Linked DNA regions of Neogale vison: region 2 is linked to region 1. Evidence: chromatin contacts called from public Hi-C data. All regions are on one chromosome and are shown on one strand. Each heading gives the region's core, a stretch centred on a gene start, on an enhancer-like site or on the middle of the called end of the contact. The rest is flanking DNA. Distances are from core to core; before and after follow the strand shown. Region 1 overlaps LOC122917633 (aminopeptidase O). Region 2 overlaps LOC122917633 (aminopeptidase O).

Region 1 (7,437 bases), core at 1,004-3,503:
CCCAGTCGCTGTGGGGGTCCGCGGGCAGGGCGCGCGCGGCGCCTACGGCACTTAGAGCGCACAGGCTCCGTAAAGGCGCGGGCGGTGCGCCTTCTACGCTCTCCGGGTTTCTCCCCCGGGAGGTCACCTGCCACCGCCCCGGAGTCCGGAGGGGCCACTGGAAAACGTCTACTTAATGGCGTCTAATCCATTCCCGGAAAAAAATCCACTAGGAAAGTTCCTTTCCGCTCCGCGAAGGCCATCTGGACACTTAAGTTTCTGACCCGAAGAGGGAGTTCGGTTAGCCACGGGGGTGGGGGCGCTTCTCGAGCTAAGCCCTGTCGCCTGCGGCCGGGCCACGCTCTTGATCGCACAGTGGCGGAGAAACCCTAGCGAAGGTCCGCAGGGGCCAGCGGAGGGGGTGGGGGCTGGAAAGGTAAGGCGTGCGCGCCCAGGTCGATCCGCGCGTGGGAGGGCGCGGGAGCGCGGGCGCGGGCGGGACGCGGGGAGAAGCGAAGGAAGACGTTCGTAAAGAGAACAATAAAATAGCCGGCGCGCCGGCGGGGGCGGGGGCGGGGGCGACCTGCGGCGAGGACGGAGCGGCCGCCTATACCTTTAAGGCAGGCCCCGCCCCCGCCCCAGCGCCCGCCCCCCGCCCGCGCCGCCGCCCCGGCCCCGCGCCGCCCCGCCGCCCGCGCTGCGCCTTAGGTGTTGCGGGCTCCGCGCGCCCGCTGCTCTCTGGCGGGCCGGCTGGGCAGCGGTCGCTGGCTGGGCGCGGGCGGCGGGGCCATCGCTCCCACCCTCACCTTCCGCGGGCGAGGTAGTGGGTCAGCGCGTCGAGCTGGTGGGGCGCGGGGGAGGGAGGCTGGGGTGGCTCCCGGGGTAAACTTGACTCTTTCCCCTTCCCCCGCAGCCGCTGCAGAGGGAGCGCCAGGCCGGGGCGGAGTGCGGGCTCGCGCGGCAAGTGAGCGCCGAGGTGAGTGCGGGAGGCGCGCTCCCTGCGCTCCCCTCCCTCCTTCTCTGGGGCGGTGGGTCGGGCGCCGCAGCCCCATCGCGGACTCCCCGCGGCGCCGACGCGCGACAGCGGTGGGTAAGATGGCCCCATTCCGGGGCTCCCGCGCGCACCGGCGCGGGGGTGGCCGACCGGGCCCGTGACCGGAGGGAGCGGCCCGGGCGAAGGTCACGGCCTCGGCGCGCCGCACACGCGCGCGTCTTTTGGGTCCCCGGCGCTGAGGCATCTCGGCGGGCCCGGAAGGTGCTTGTGGCTTCCCCAGGTGAAGCCCTGGACGGCAGCGTCGCGAGGCTGTCGATCGTTTCTTTCTCACGCAGAGGGACGGCCCTCAGGACTCGTCGTCGCGTTTAAATTGTTCTGTGGTTTTTGAACTTTAGGTCGAGAAATGGATTCGAGTGAACCGGAGACCCCGAAAACGGAAACGAAGGGAGGCTGAAGAAGTGTTTGAAAAGGTAGGGTCCCCGAAAGACAGCACTGGGTGGAGTTCTTGAGAAATCTCCCCGTCCTCCCCTGAGGACTTGGTGGTAACAATAGAGTAGCATTTTTTAAGTTTTAATTCGGTGTCCAGTAAGCCGAATAAATGTGGGTGGTTATTCAGAAATATTGGTTGATAATGTTAATAATCATGGACATACTATATTCTCAGGGAGTAAGAGAATGACTCGGAGTGGAGATCTGTTTTATACCCATTAAATAGAGCATAAGCGGATTCCATTATTTTATTAGACCCCTTGGTAGTTATTATGACAGTTGTTAAGGTACCTCTAAAAAGGGGGGTGTTCTGAATATATTGCCCCCAATATCAGGTTTCTCTGGTTGTGATAGATACAGTGGCATACTTACTCATTTAGCCTTTAGATTTTAAATTAGAGTAATCTTAAAAAACGGAGAGAGATGAAAGAAGTGGATTTCTTTTGAAACACTAGGAAGGGATTTTATTTACTGTAAAGCAAATGAGAAATTTGTTTTTCTAAATTTAGAATTTCAGTATGTTACTTTGCAGAAGTTTGGATTACCTATTTTCTCCTGAAATTGTGTTAAATTAAAACTTGATTCGTCATTGTAATAAAAATTATGAAATAAGGTAAGTTATGTGTTGTTTTCTGAATAATGTTTTACCAGTGTTACAGCAGGTACGATTTTTGTTGCATTTACTTAATTACTGTTTTTTGATTCTTGATAGAACCAAAGGATTAAAATAGATGTGTGTTGTTTTTCTGCTGCTAGAATGTATGATGAATCACTCCTGATTCTGAAGCCAAATTCTTGCTGATAGCGTTGCTGCCAACTTCTCTGATGTGTTGCCTTAGTATGGGCATTGCAGCGTCCGAGAATGTGCACAAAGCACATCATAATGAAGGTGATTCCAAAGTTTCAGAGTGCATGTAAGGATACCAAGGGCAGCTTCTAAGAGAATTGGGAAAAGAACTGGCCTAGGATCCTCGTCATTTGTAGGGAGACAGTCAGTGCATGAAAAGCGGTACCCCAGCCCTACCTTTTTAAACAGTCATATCTGTCACTTGAGTTAAACAGTAATAGAAAACGGTTTCATTTTGAATATACTTGAGTTTTCTGACCATACCTCAGCATGCTATGGTAGGTTGTGTTTGTTTAACTTTCATGCGCCAGGTGTTTTAAAAAATGTCCGTGAGGTGATGAATGAGATCATAAAATGTCCAAAGAAGGGAAAAGTTTTATGGCTTGCTTACTATTTCAAAAGAATATTTTCTGGCTCTTATTTTTTTAAGCCAAAAAGGATGGTTACCCAGATGCACAATATGTCACGCATGAATGAAGGGAAGCCACTACCTTTGTGGATTACTAGGTGCCATCACTCAACATCTGAACTTGAAGGAACCACATGTGTGACACCCACGATCTGAGCATTGCCTTCTGAGAATGAGAATGAGAAGGAGGGCACTGAGGATTTCACCTCCCAAGAAAATGGGGTTCTTTGCTGAGCCTTTCTTCTCGATAGAGGCTGTGTATGAGAGCTAGGGCGCACGTTTGGCTTTTCTTCTTAGAAAATGTGGGCAGCAGTTTTAAAGAGGATACAGAAATAAAGTAGGTTGGGACCAACGAGCTGAACTTCCTTTCAAGGAGTGAAGCTTAAAGCTGACTAGCTTTGAGGGAGGAGGTGGAGAGGGCCAGAAGATAAGATATTTCAGAGTTGGATCAGAGAATATTAATTATCAGCGTGTCCAGTCTTTCTTCCTGGCTCTGCCCAGCAGCCAAGCCCTTTGCCCCCAGTTTTGCCTCTGTTGCATCCAGGAGAGGGGTTGGAGCTCTCTGAGGCAAAGCATGCGATATTTTCAAGGGCAGGGTGAAAGGGAGGGTGATCAGTGACCAAGGGCATTAGAGCAAGTTCTGAAAGGCACAGAAGCCACCCTGCAGCTGGTGGCCGAGGTGCCGTCCCCTGTTTGCCCGAGTGTCTATTCCGAAGTACAGATCGAATTCTGTGTGGTAATGAGTAATTAAACCGAGGTCATTTGTTGTAGCAACAATTTGAACCTGTTATTAGTAGGAATCTGAGTAGTTGAAATTCACTGTTGAGTTTCATAAATGTATTTAAATGTCTGCCACAGTGCAAGTAGAAGCAGATTAGTCAATTTCTCCTTTTTAACGCATCCACTATCTTTTTTTTTTTTTAATCACTGAAATAAAACTGCGGTATTTTCACTTTTGTTCATTTTCTTTTACTGTAAAATAAGAAAATTAGTTTAGTCATTTCTGGTAGGCCTAATTTTAAGTCTGTCCCTTGCCTTTATTTGCCTACTTTGTTTTCTTTGCCCCACTTCTCCCGCACACTGCCCTTCCTCCATCCTCCCAGTCTCTGTTTACATCTTTCAGGCTCACGCAGAATTCAGCCCAGATGACTGAACTTGGTTAACTAGTCTGTGTTTAACTGTGGGAAGGTCGGAACATTTTTCCTCCAGTATTTACTGACTTGTGGAAAGCAGAGTCGTCTGAGCTGCCTGAGGAAGGAAAACAGAACAGTGGTGCAAGGCCAGAGTCTGGAAGCGGGCAACGGGGCAAGGAATTAGAGGTAGTGAATGTGATCTTACAGGAGATATTTGTTTTCCCCTTAAAGAAAATCACGAAGGTGCTAAGTGGTCAGCACAGGCTGATCTATGGGTTGAGTTTTTCAGTGAACTCAGAAGGGGAAGCAAAACAAACTTACTTGTTCTCAGCTGTGGGTTAAAATAACGAATAATGAAATAAAGTAAACTGGGGTGAGTGAGAGGTACCACGCGGAGAAGTGATTTAAAATGTTCTCCTGGCCCTTCCAGGCTCTTCTGCTTACTGTGCAAGAGTCATTCCCACCCCTCCACCCATCAGGTAGCCGTGCTTACAGGTTTTCAGTTCTCCTCGTCCTGAAGCTACATCAGGCTGCCTGGCACATCTTTTGTCTTCTCTGACATTTACTTTCATTTAATTTTTCTCTTCACATCTTTGCCCCCTTTCCAGTGCTGCGACTCTGTTCCTTCCTACTGGTCTCTGTTTTCTTCATTTCAGATGACAAAACTCACCTCTCTTTTGCCTCTGGTCCTCAGGTGTACTCTCCTTACGTTCTGATAGTCTTTCTTCTTAAGTGTTTCACATTCCTTTCATTTAGTTTGAATAACTTGTGGGACAGAAAAGCAAGGAGAACATAAACAGCTATACAACTGCCAGGGGGGAATGGATCGGCCTGCTCTTCAAGGGACAGTGAAACAATGGTGGTGGCAACAGCGAATTGTATAGCGTGTGTTTTTAAAAATAATGTTATTAGATGTAGCTGAGTGGCTGTTGGTTTTAGAAGAGGAACATAATTTTTTTTCTGCTTTTATCTTTAACTATTCGAAGATAAATGCAAATTATCCATCACATTAAAAGATTAAGGGATAATACACTTTTATAAATCCACATGAAATACAAAGTTTTTAAATCTTACTTTTTATTTTAAGGGTTAATAATACTGTAGTATAAAGAACAAATTGCATATTGAGGAAAATATATGAATGGCGTATGATTCCTTTAGAAGAAGAAAATGCCAATTTTGAGATTCAGAAGAAGCACCTAAAATCCTATTTGAAGCATATGTGATAATGTATGGAGAATAAATTTTAAGATACTAATTTCTGGTCATCATCAAGTACATATGATGATGTCACGCGTATGCATTGGCAAACTTTCAAAACACTGAAAATTCAGTAATAACAAGGTTGGCTATTACTATTAACAGACTGTCCCTACATGTGTTAGTTTCCAAGCTAGTGGTTTTGGCGAGGGTGAATGTCTGGCCTGTGTTATGATTAGCTATAAGCAACACTAGGTGAGGTGCAAATGGTTTCTAACAAAAGCACCCCTTAAAGTAACCTAATTGTTCTTTCCTGCAGGAACCTGAAAAATAGTTTTTTAAAGCATGAAATTGTTAAAAATTTGGTCAAGTTTTCCTTGAAATATCAAGTGAAACAAAGATCTAGAAAGAAGGTTGTGAAAATGTGGACTTCATATCATATTTAATGGCCATTTCAGTTGGAGCCAAAGGATAAATTCTGCTTTCTGAGTCTTAGAGAAAACAAACGAGGGCACTGTTTTCATTGTGATAATATGCTTCCTAGATTCTGAAGCATTTTCTGTCACTTTTATTTCATTTGCTTTTTCCATTCGTTTGATTCTGAACTGCAATGATCATGTTGGTATGAATGATAATTACGGATTTAAAAAATTGTGTATAAAACCCAATTTGGTTTATGCATTTTGCCACATTTATTGCTGCTTTTAAAATATTTATACATTCGAAGAAAATGCTTTTACTGCAATTCTAATATTGAAATGTTCAACATGTTAAAGGTAGGTACAAATTTTAAACTATTTAACAAAGTGCTTTACTGCTGTTTGTCTTTTGTGACAAAGATCTGTTTTATATTAAGTTTATGATTTCTGGAAAACGATTTAAGACTAATAAAAATTATCTGGCTCTTACTTGGACCTGTGACAGCAGACGGTCACGGTGTTAGGCTTGACTCTGGAGCCGTCAGGATACAAAGCTTGGCAAAATGGCACAAGATGAATTTAGAGAGGGCTGAACCAAGGGTCCCTTCACTTTATAGGATCTACCCCACATTCAGCAGAATGGTAGGCTTCAGGCAGCCACTCTTATGCAACTGAGGCAGCTTTGGTGTTGAGTGGTTTCCCAGGCATTGGTGCTCTTGCTTCTTTTCGAAAATGTTCTTGCCCTGTGAGAATTCATAACAGGTCTACATTTATATAGCTGTAATCGCTTACAATAGCTTCATTGATACTTGATCTCTATAGAAAAGCTTTATGGGTTCTAATGAGTCACTGCTCTTGAGGCACCAGCCGCCTTCCCTATCTGTGAATGGCTTTGTGTCCTGTGTTGTACTGATTGTGCCTTTGGATGACAACTTACTTGAGTGATGGGGAGAGGCAGAGTAATTTATTAAAAGTAATTACAAAGAAACCAAACAAAAAGAGTAATTACAGTGCTGTTAATATGCAATTCGTTATTTTATTGCTGCAATATTTAGAACTGGGTCTTATTTGTGGGTCTCCCTTTCTTCCTTGTAAATCTCTAGCAGATACATAATTTTATCAAATTCTCTGTACCCAGGTCTCAAGTTAGATCTGGTCTCCAAAGATCTTGGCTTTTTCTGCCCCCTTCCCCCCCCCCCTTTTTTTTAAAGCTGGACCAAGGAAGAATTGCTGATAAAATGTATTTTTGGTAGCCTCAGGAAGGAAGTCTGATCTGTGTGATTTTATACCATTAAGTTTTCATTTGTTTTGTAGATTTATTTTCTTAAGAGTCCACCGTTTATATAAATAATTCTAAGAATTACGAGTATACTGAAATCCCTTCCATTTTCGACTAGCACAACTCAGAGAATTAAAGTATAGTCATCCACTTACCCTCACGCACTTATTCACGTATTTTAAAAAGAATCTGTGAATGGAACTATTAATATAATAATAGCTGACACTTGTCATGTGTCAGGCACTGTTCTAAGTGCTTTGCATGGATCTGCTCATGTAAATGCACCCTTAAAGTGGTACCACAGACCAGCAGTATGCCGTGAGGGTGTCGTAGACCAGGGCAGAAGCTCTGGCAGTAGGTGAGGTCTAAACAAGTCAAATAATTACTGCAGAAAAGAATGCTTTGGGCAAGATTTAAAAAAAAAATTTTTTTAACCCAAGCCATTGACAGTCCTAGACCACCAGCATAAAGCATACATTTCTAAATGAGGAAAATCCCACCCGGCGAGTATTTTGAAAACACTTGAAAGTGTGCAGATAATTACACTGTTGTTGATTTTAGCAGATTCAATGCCAGCAGCCATCAGCTCTTCTATGCCATGAAAGATGAAAGCCATTTTAATATAAAACACGAGTTTGGCTGGAAAGGGGAGGCAGGCAGAGAACAATTTCATGACTTTTTAGTTACT
Region 2 (7,138 bases), core at 4,563-7,062, 130 kb before region 1:
CACTTAACTGACTGATCCACTCAAGGACCCTGTAAGTTATGTTTTAAAACCACATCCAAATGCTGTTACATGGTTGCCAAGTGCAACCACAAAGAAGATTTCACATCCATGGGTTGCTTTCTTCCTTGATGGAAGGAAGATGCAGCCCAGTCTTCCAGTTCTTGGATCTAAGGTGCTCATGAATTTATGTTTACCAAGCCCCATTTATGTTTCCTTGGTGAGAAATCACCCCATAATCACCAAACACTTGCAGCCCTTTCTGACAATTTCTACATGGAAGGTTTCTAGTTTAGTAGAAATAAAGACTAAGAAACTACCTAGAAGACAGCTCCGACTAGTTGTCTTTATATGTATGACAGATTAGTTTATTGTTACAGGTATGAAGTCCGATATACATTAGCTAAATACTATAACACTAGATCATCCCTCTCACTGATACGAACTTATTTAAAATAATAACTTTGTAATATGTTTTAGTTTATTACTTAAAAATTGTGAGGAATCTTTTTATTAAAATGTGCCTGGAATTGTTGTTGTTTGACATGTGGGTCAGATGCCCGTTATGTTTGACGAATATTGGCCTAGAGATAGACAGAATGTGTTTGTAAATTATCCTTATAAAAACTACATTATATAAAGTCCCAGGCATCCTATTCTTGGACTCTGGGGTGAGACGCAAAGAACATATGACAAAGGAGAGGCACGCTCCTGTCATCAGATGTTCACAGGTCACCACTGAGGAAGCATTAGAATATAAACCTGGCAAAAGGACACGTACATGGGGTTCATATCTTAGGACCTACTCACATCCTGAGAGTTCTCTCTACCAACAGCCAAGAAGTAAGCTCTTGCAGGGGAGGCTGATACTCTGGGCATTAGCTCTGGGGTTGAGGGGTGTGCACAGCAGCAGGGAGGTTAGTGCCCCTGAGTGCCATGGCTGGGCACCCATCCCATCTGGTGCCTTTGACTCAGGCCACATGCTCATAGATGAGCCCACACGAGCACACCCGCCCGGCACCTGCTCTCAGCAGAAGTACAGCGTCGTTATGGGCTGCTGTCTTCACGGAAGCTCATAATGATTAAGGTGTAAAAACAGGGTAGGCTCTGTGAAAACAAATTCTTTGGCCAAATAGCTCTTTACCACCAGGGACATTAAGGGGAGGACAAGGGGAAGGGAAAAGGCAGGAAGATGATGGGATGCTACATCTGTTTGAATATCATATCAAAAGAACTGATAAAGGGGTGCCTGGGTGGCTCAATCGTTAAGGGCTTGCCTTTCACTGAGATTGTGATCCCAGGGTCCTGAGATCGAGCGCCGCATCTGGCTCCCTGCTCGGTGGGAAGCCTGCTTCTCCCTCTCCCACTCCCCCTCCTTGTGTTCCTCTCTTGCAGTCTCTGTCAAATAAATAAATAAATAAATAAAATCTTTAATAACAAAAAGAACTGATAAAAAAATCAGTTTGAAATAGCTCATCATGGAATAGGTACTTAAAAATGAATTTACAGTACTTAAAAATGAATTTGCCTCTAAGAAATACAAGATAACATTTTTTAAGCTAGCAGACGTACCTCTCACGTCTGAATCAGTGTGGAGAGGCAGAGCACATAGCACCAGAGGAGGGCCTCACAGACTTGAGTTTGAGTCCCAGCTTGGCCCCTTGTTGGCTGACCGTCCTTGGGGAAGTGACCTCACCCCTGCTAGCCTCAGTTTCTCAGGTATAAAATGGGGCAGTTGAGCTAAATGATCTCCAGAGTTCTTTTCTACTGTCAAAATATTCCGACAAGTGACGTGCTTTTTTAATATATCTGACTGCTTCTCAACTATGCTCTGGGCTCTGTGAGAAGCATCTTTGCTCAGGAGATTTTCTTACATTGAAACGTCCTCACCTTCCTGCCTTGCCCTCTGTCAAGACTCAGCAAACTTGAATCACTGCACCTAATTGCCTCAACCATATTTTCTCGCTCCCTCTCATCTGGAGCTTTCTTTATGCTCTCTTACAGCAGTTCTTATGATCGTCATTTCTTCAACCAGATTTTAACTGCTGTGAATTCACCTCATGTATGTTCATCTTAAACTGCAGAGCCATATTGACAACAGCTTTGAAAATTTCCGATTTCCTTTGGCAGGATTAATTTCCAACGACTTAATATCCTTTTCCCATCTGGAAGCTCTGAATGGAATAAGAGCAAGACGGCTGCTCCAGTAAGAGGCTATTACTCCTGTCCTCTGGGTGGGAATACTGAGGGTGTGTTAAAATGTATTTCTTCACAGTGTGTCTCACCTCATAAATATTATTTGACTTCTTATGATGTTAAAATGAGTCATTGGAAATTTATATTTCTAGGCATCTTGTCTTATAAAATTATAGATTGTCTTAAAGCAGAGTGCATTATCAGTCTGCCAAATCCAGACCTTAATATATGAGGCAGAACTAAGACCAAGAGGTAGGCTGAAAGATGAACTTGAAAGTACAATGCCTTTAATTTCGTGGACTATGATTCTTTAGCTATTCTAAAGCAGTTCTTTACCTCTTACAAATTATTTCCTTTATTATGGAAGTGAAAACAGAAGATCTTCGTGCATCCAAAAACATTTTGGAAGCAAGATGAAGACATTGTTGCTTTGGTTTTTATAGAAGTCTTGAGCTTTGAAACATTTTTACCTCTACAGGTCAGTGGTTTCTTTTGTCTTGCCGTATAATTTTCTTCTTCCTCACTGCTAATTCTTGACTCGGGGAATGCATGGCAGGAGTGGTGCCGAGAATGAAGATGTGATGGTCACCTGTGGCCGAACAACGTATGGCAGAGTAGAGATGGGGAATGTTGGGAAGAAGTAAAACTTTTCCAGATGTAAACCACTATATTTTAGCAAAATAATGTTGTGGATTCTATATTAGTTTCCTATGTCTGCTGTAACAAATTACCCCAAACTTGGTGGCTTGAAACAATGGAAATTGATTCTTTCACAGTTTTGGAAGCCAGAAGTCTGAAATCAGTATGACTGGGCTGAAATCAAGGTGCTGGTAGGGTTAGACCCTCTCCCAAGGCTATAGAGAGAATCTGTTTCTTGTCTCTTCCAGCTTCTGTTGTATGCATCTAGGATGTCTGGGTAATCCTAGATCATTTCCCTATCCCAAGATTCTTAGCTTAATCACTTTACAAAAGATCTTCCCTTTCTTTCTTTCTTTCTTTCTTCCTTCCTTCCTTCCTTCCTTCCTTCCTTCCTTTCTTTCTTTCTTTCTCTACTTTTCTTTTCTTTTTTCTTTTCTATCCTTTTCCTTCTTTCACTTCCTTTCTTCCCTCCCTCCTTCCTTTCCTTCTTTTTTTGCCATATAAGGTAACATCCACAGGCTTCAGGAATTAGGACATGGATATCTTCTGGAGGACCATTTTTTAACCTATCTCAGACTCTAGGTTCCTATATCTTCTATCATCTGATATAATCTGGTAAGTGTTAAGAGCATACATATATTAATATATTAATTCAACACATATTTATTTAGGACTTAACTATGTGCCTGTCACTAAATTCTGTGGCTATAGTGATGAACAGATAGACATAGTCCCTTGTCCTCATGGGGCTTATAGTCTGGTTGGGGAGATGATCATTAAATTCTTGAAAAAAAAAAATACTACAGGGGCGCCTGGGTGGCTCAGTGGGTTAAGCCGCTGCCTTCGGCTCAGGTCATGATCTCAGGGTCCTGGGATCAAGTCCCGCATCGGGCTCTCTGCTCAGCAGGGAGCCCGCTTCCCTCTCTCTCTCTCCGCCTGCCTCTCCATCTACTTGTGATTTCTCTCTGTCAAATAAATAAATAAAATCTTAAAAAAAAATACTACAAATTGGTAAATGCTACACAGAAGAGGTGGCTTCTAGCAGGGTCTTGAGGAAGGTCCATCTGGAGAAGTAATGTTTAAGCTGAGATTTGAAAGACAGTGGGACATGAACCAGGCTAGGACAGAAAGGAGAGCAATTCATGCAGAGGGCCAGCCTATGGCTGGAAGGAACTTGGAGTTTGGAGGAACTGAAAGAAGTGTTGGTAGAATTTACAGAACTTTGGGAAGACTGGGGTGAAACAAGACTGGAGATGTCATCGGGGCCAAAAAAGGCAGGGCCTTCTAGAATTGTGTGCTTCATCTCAAGTGTACTGGGAAGACTGGGGGCTTCAGCAGTGGCAAGATAAGAACAGAGGGGGGTCTGACATGATCTGGTTTATGTCTTTACAGAATTACTCTGGCTTCTGGTTGGAGGATGGGTTGACAGGAACAGGGTGGTAACAATGGCTTGGTGAGGTCCAAGGTGTGACTATAGTCCAGACAAGAGGCAAAGTTGGTTTGGATCAGGATTGAAGATTCTGCTGGTAGAGAAAATTGGAGAGAGGCAAGATAGGCTCTGAAGAAATGACAGGAAGTTCTCAGAAATCAAGAACTTTATGTGAGGGAGTCATGAGGAAAGTAGGAGGACAGGAGGAGGAGCAGATTTGAAGAAAAGATCCTGAATTCAAGTTTGTACATGTTAACCTTAAGAAGTCAACGGGCACCGTGCCTGACACAGAGCACACCATAAATAGTAGCTTCTGTTTTAGTCATTTCAGAATCATAAATGGCCTTTGAGTCTGTACATTTAGGTTCTAGTTCTGGCTAGGCCACTTTAGATAAATAAACCTCTTGGGGCATTAGCGTCCTCCTCTGTAAATTGGAGGCAGTCGAAGTGGATGCGTTTTGTGGTCCCTTTCAGGTTTAATATGCCTACGATGCTGTGAAATTCTTTGGTCTTGACCACCTGGAATGCTCCTCTGGCCAGCTGGGTCTGCTTCAGAGAAGCTGATGAACTAGAACTCTGCATATGGGTGGCAGTTTCTGGTGGAAGCTGACGCAGAGGGAGCCCTGGCCAAGGCAAACTGTGGCTAGCGAGGAGGCCTCATGACGAAGGGGAAGGATGTGGTTTGAGGAGAGCAGCAGCTGCTGCTGTCACCAGACAAGCATGAAATTCGCTGAGCTGCAGAGGAGAGTGCAGCCGAGGATGGCTGTTTATTAATTGACGAATTAACGTGATTTGGGGCATATGGAGAAATGGCGACGGGCAGAAAAGAAGACGAAGTTAGAAAATCTTATTTCCTTCTTTCCTGGGCCCTCATCTGTTACCGGCAGAGTCATTATTGGAGCCAGAGTGGGTTTCGGGGACAGATCATCTCCAATCCAGCCCCTCATCACTGACAGATACAGAAACCAAAGTCAACGACAAGTTCCACAGCAGTAGAGCTATGCTAGCCCTTAAGTCTTTTCACCACCTGGCCCGTGCTTTCCTGTTCCACCAGGCTGCCAGGGAGGGTTCCTGGGAGCCATTTTAGGCCCCATTTTGGAAAAAGAATCAATCAAGTTTGGTTTCATTTGCCTTAGAGCAAACCCCCAGAGAGATGGTTCATTCCTCCTCACCTCTAGACATAAAAATACCATAAGGTAATTCGTTACATTTTGGGCCCTCTCCTCAGTCTGTTACTCAAGGTAAAGCTGCCTGGACCCTGATTCCATCAAAATCCCTCTGTTCACCTGATCTCATCTGGGCTCCTCAGTGGTATAATGACACTTGCTCTTCCAAAACACATCCTGCCTGTGCCTAAGTCACTCCTTAGCGTAGACAGCACCGTTCTTTTCCTCAGGTGTTGGTTGGTCCATTTTTAGAACCTGAACAATGGCTTTGTTTATGAGGAACAGCTGAAAGGGAACTTATGAGAAAAGTTGCTCCTTCATCCTGTGACTGTGGTTAGCTTGTGAGTAATCAAATTCCCTGGCCTCTTCTTTGGAAGCAGTGACTGCTCAGTCTGTGGCTTTGCTGTTGTTTCACAACGTAGGAGGCAGAACACCCTACCTCTGCCTAACAGTTGAACTTAGAACACCTCATCGGGGAGGTGAACAAGACTTCGCACGTGTCCGTTGCCCAGTAAGAAGCACAGTTCTCTAGAAGTCACTGTTGGGCTGAGCGTGGAGCAGGATCCCTGAAGAAAAGCAGGATGCTGGGTCTGAGGCGTCTCGGAGAGCAGGCTCAGGGAAGTCGTCCGTAGTATCAGGCATGTGCTGTGTGTAAGGCAGGGACAATCTGGAGCAGAGGTTCCTCTCCTGAATGAGGGTGTGAATGGTGAGGTGAGCCATCCTTTATGAGACTCTCTTCAAGGCGGAGAGACCACATTCTGAGAAAAGGGAGGGCTTGATTTCCAGAGGCCACACATCTGGTTGACCTCCTTCCAGTCTCCTTGAACATGCTGTGCTCATTACTGAAACAGAGGTTTCCCGGCTGCCCATCCCCGCCCTGGGGACACCCAGCCAGTTTCTATGGCTGCTGCAGGTTCAGCCTCTTTTGAAGCTCACCTCAAGGGCCAAATCCTCCCTGGAACTTTACCCACGAACCTAGTCCTCATTGACCCTTTGGCTTCTGCATTCCTTCCACAATTGCAATCTCATTGCACACACTCACTCTTTATTCTTTGCTGCTGTGTGTTGTTTCCTCTGGGTGGGTGTGTTGGGAGGGAGGATGGGCAATTTTTTCCCTGGCTAAATCACTAACTTCTTAAGGATAAGAACTCAGTCTTGAATTTCTCTATATTTTCTCATAGTATCAGACTTAATTCTGAGGACAAAATATGTGCTGACAAATACTTCCCTCTTATTGGAAAGAGTCTCAGTGTGTTTGTCAAATAATGGATTTTTAAAAGACATGTTAAGTCTACCTGTGCCTATTTTTCAGATTATTTTCAAAATCATATCACTAAAATTTAATGTGGCTGCACAAGACAGAAAACTCAAAATATAATGACTTAATTATGGTTGGAATTTCTTGGGGTTCCTTGGTGGCTCAGTTGGTTGAGTGTCCAACTCTTGATTTCAGCTCAGGTCATGATCTCAGGGTCATGAGAGCAAGCCCCATGTCAGGGTCTGTGCTGGGTGTGGAGCCTGCTAGGGGGATTCTCCCCACCCCCACCCCCCGTTCCCCCCTTTCTCAAAAGAAAAAAAGATAGGACTTTCTCGATGGGACCAAAGGGAAGAGGGAGATTGTCCAGGGTGGGTGGGTCTCCGCAGGGCAAGCACCCAGCATTAGCGTTCTTTCTCTCTTGCTGCTCTGCCGTCCTAACAGGTGATGTTCATT

Evidence for each region. A called contact is a pair of places that touch in the nucleus more often than the background predicts.
Region 2: a contact with region 1 is called in a Hi-C map of muscle, with 2.5 times the contacts expected there. The contact joins two enhancer-like sites. A contact is called at or near these places in 2 of 3 Hi-C or Micro-C datasets (fibroblasts and muscle).

Annotation. Positions count from the first base shown.
Region 1 is chr9:73,464,852-73,472,288 of ASM_NN_V1, reverse strand. LOC122917633 (aminopeptidase O) reads left to right here. Exons shown (of 16, transcript XM_044265753.1): 11 at 893-955; 12 at 1,369-1,443. Among named protein-coding and RNA genes, the nearest start is that of FBP1, 350 kb to the left of the region's middle. Within about 2 kb of position 2,253, the one cell type or tissue checked has open chromatin away from gene starts, as enhancers often do. A contact at or near this core is called in fibroblasts, where this site is marked.
Region 2 is chr9:73,599,700-73,606,837 of ASM_NN_V1, reverse strand. All of the region lies in intron 5 of LOC122917633 (aminopeptidase O), which reads left to right. Among named protein-coding and RNA genes, the nearest start is that of FBP1, 210 kb to the left of the region's middle. Within about 2 kb of position 5,812, the one cell type or tissue checked has open chromatin away from gene starts, as enhancers often do. A contact at or near this core is called in fibroblasts, where this site is marked.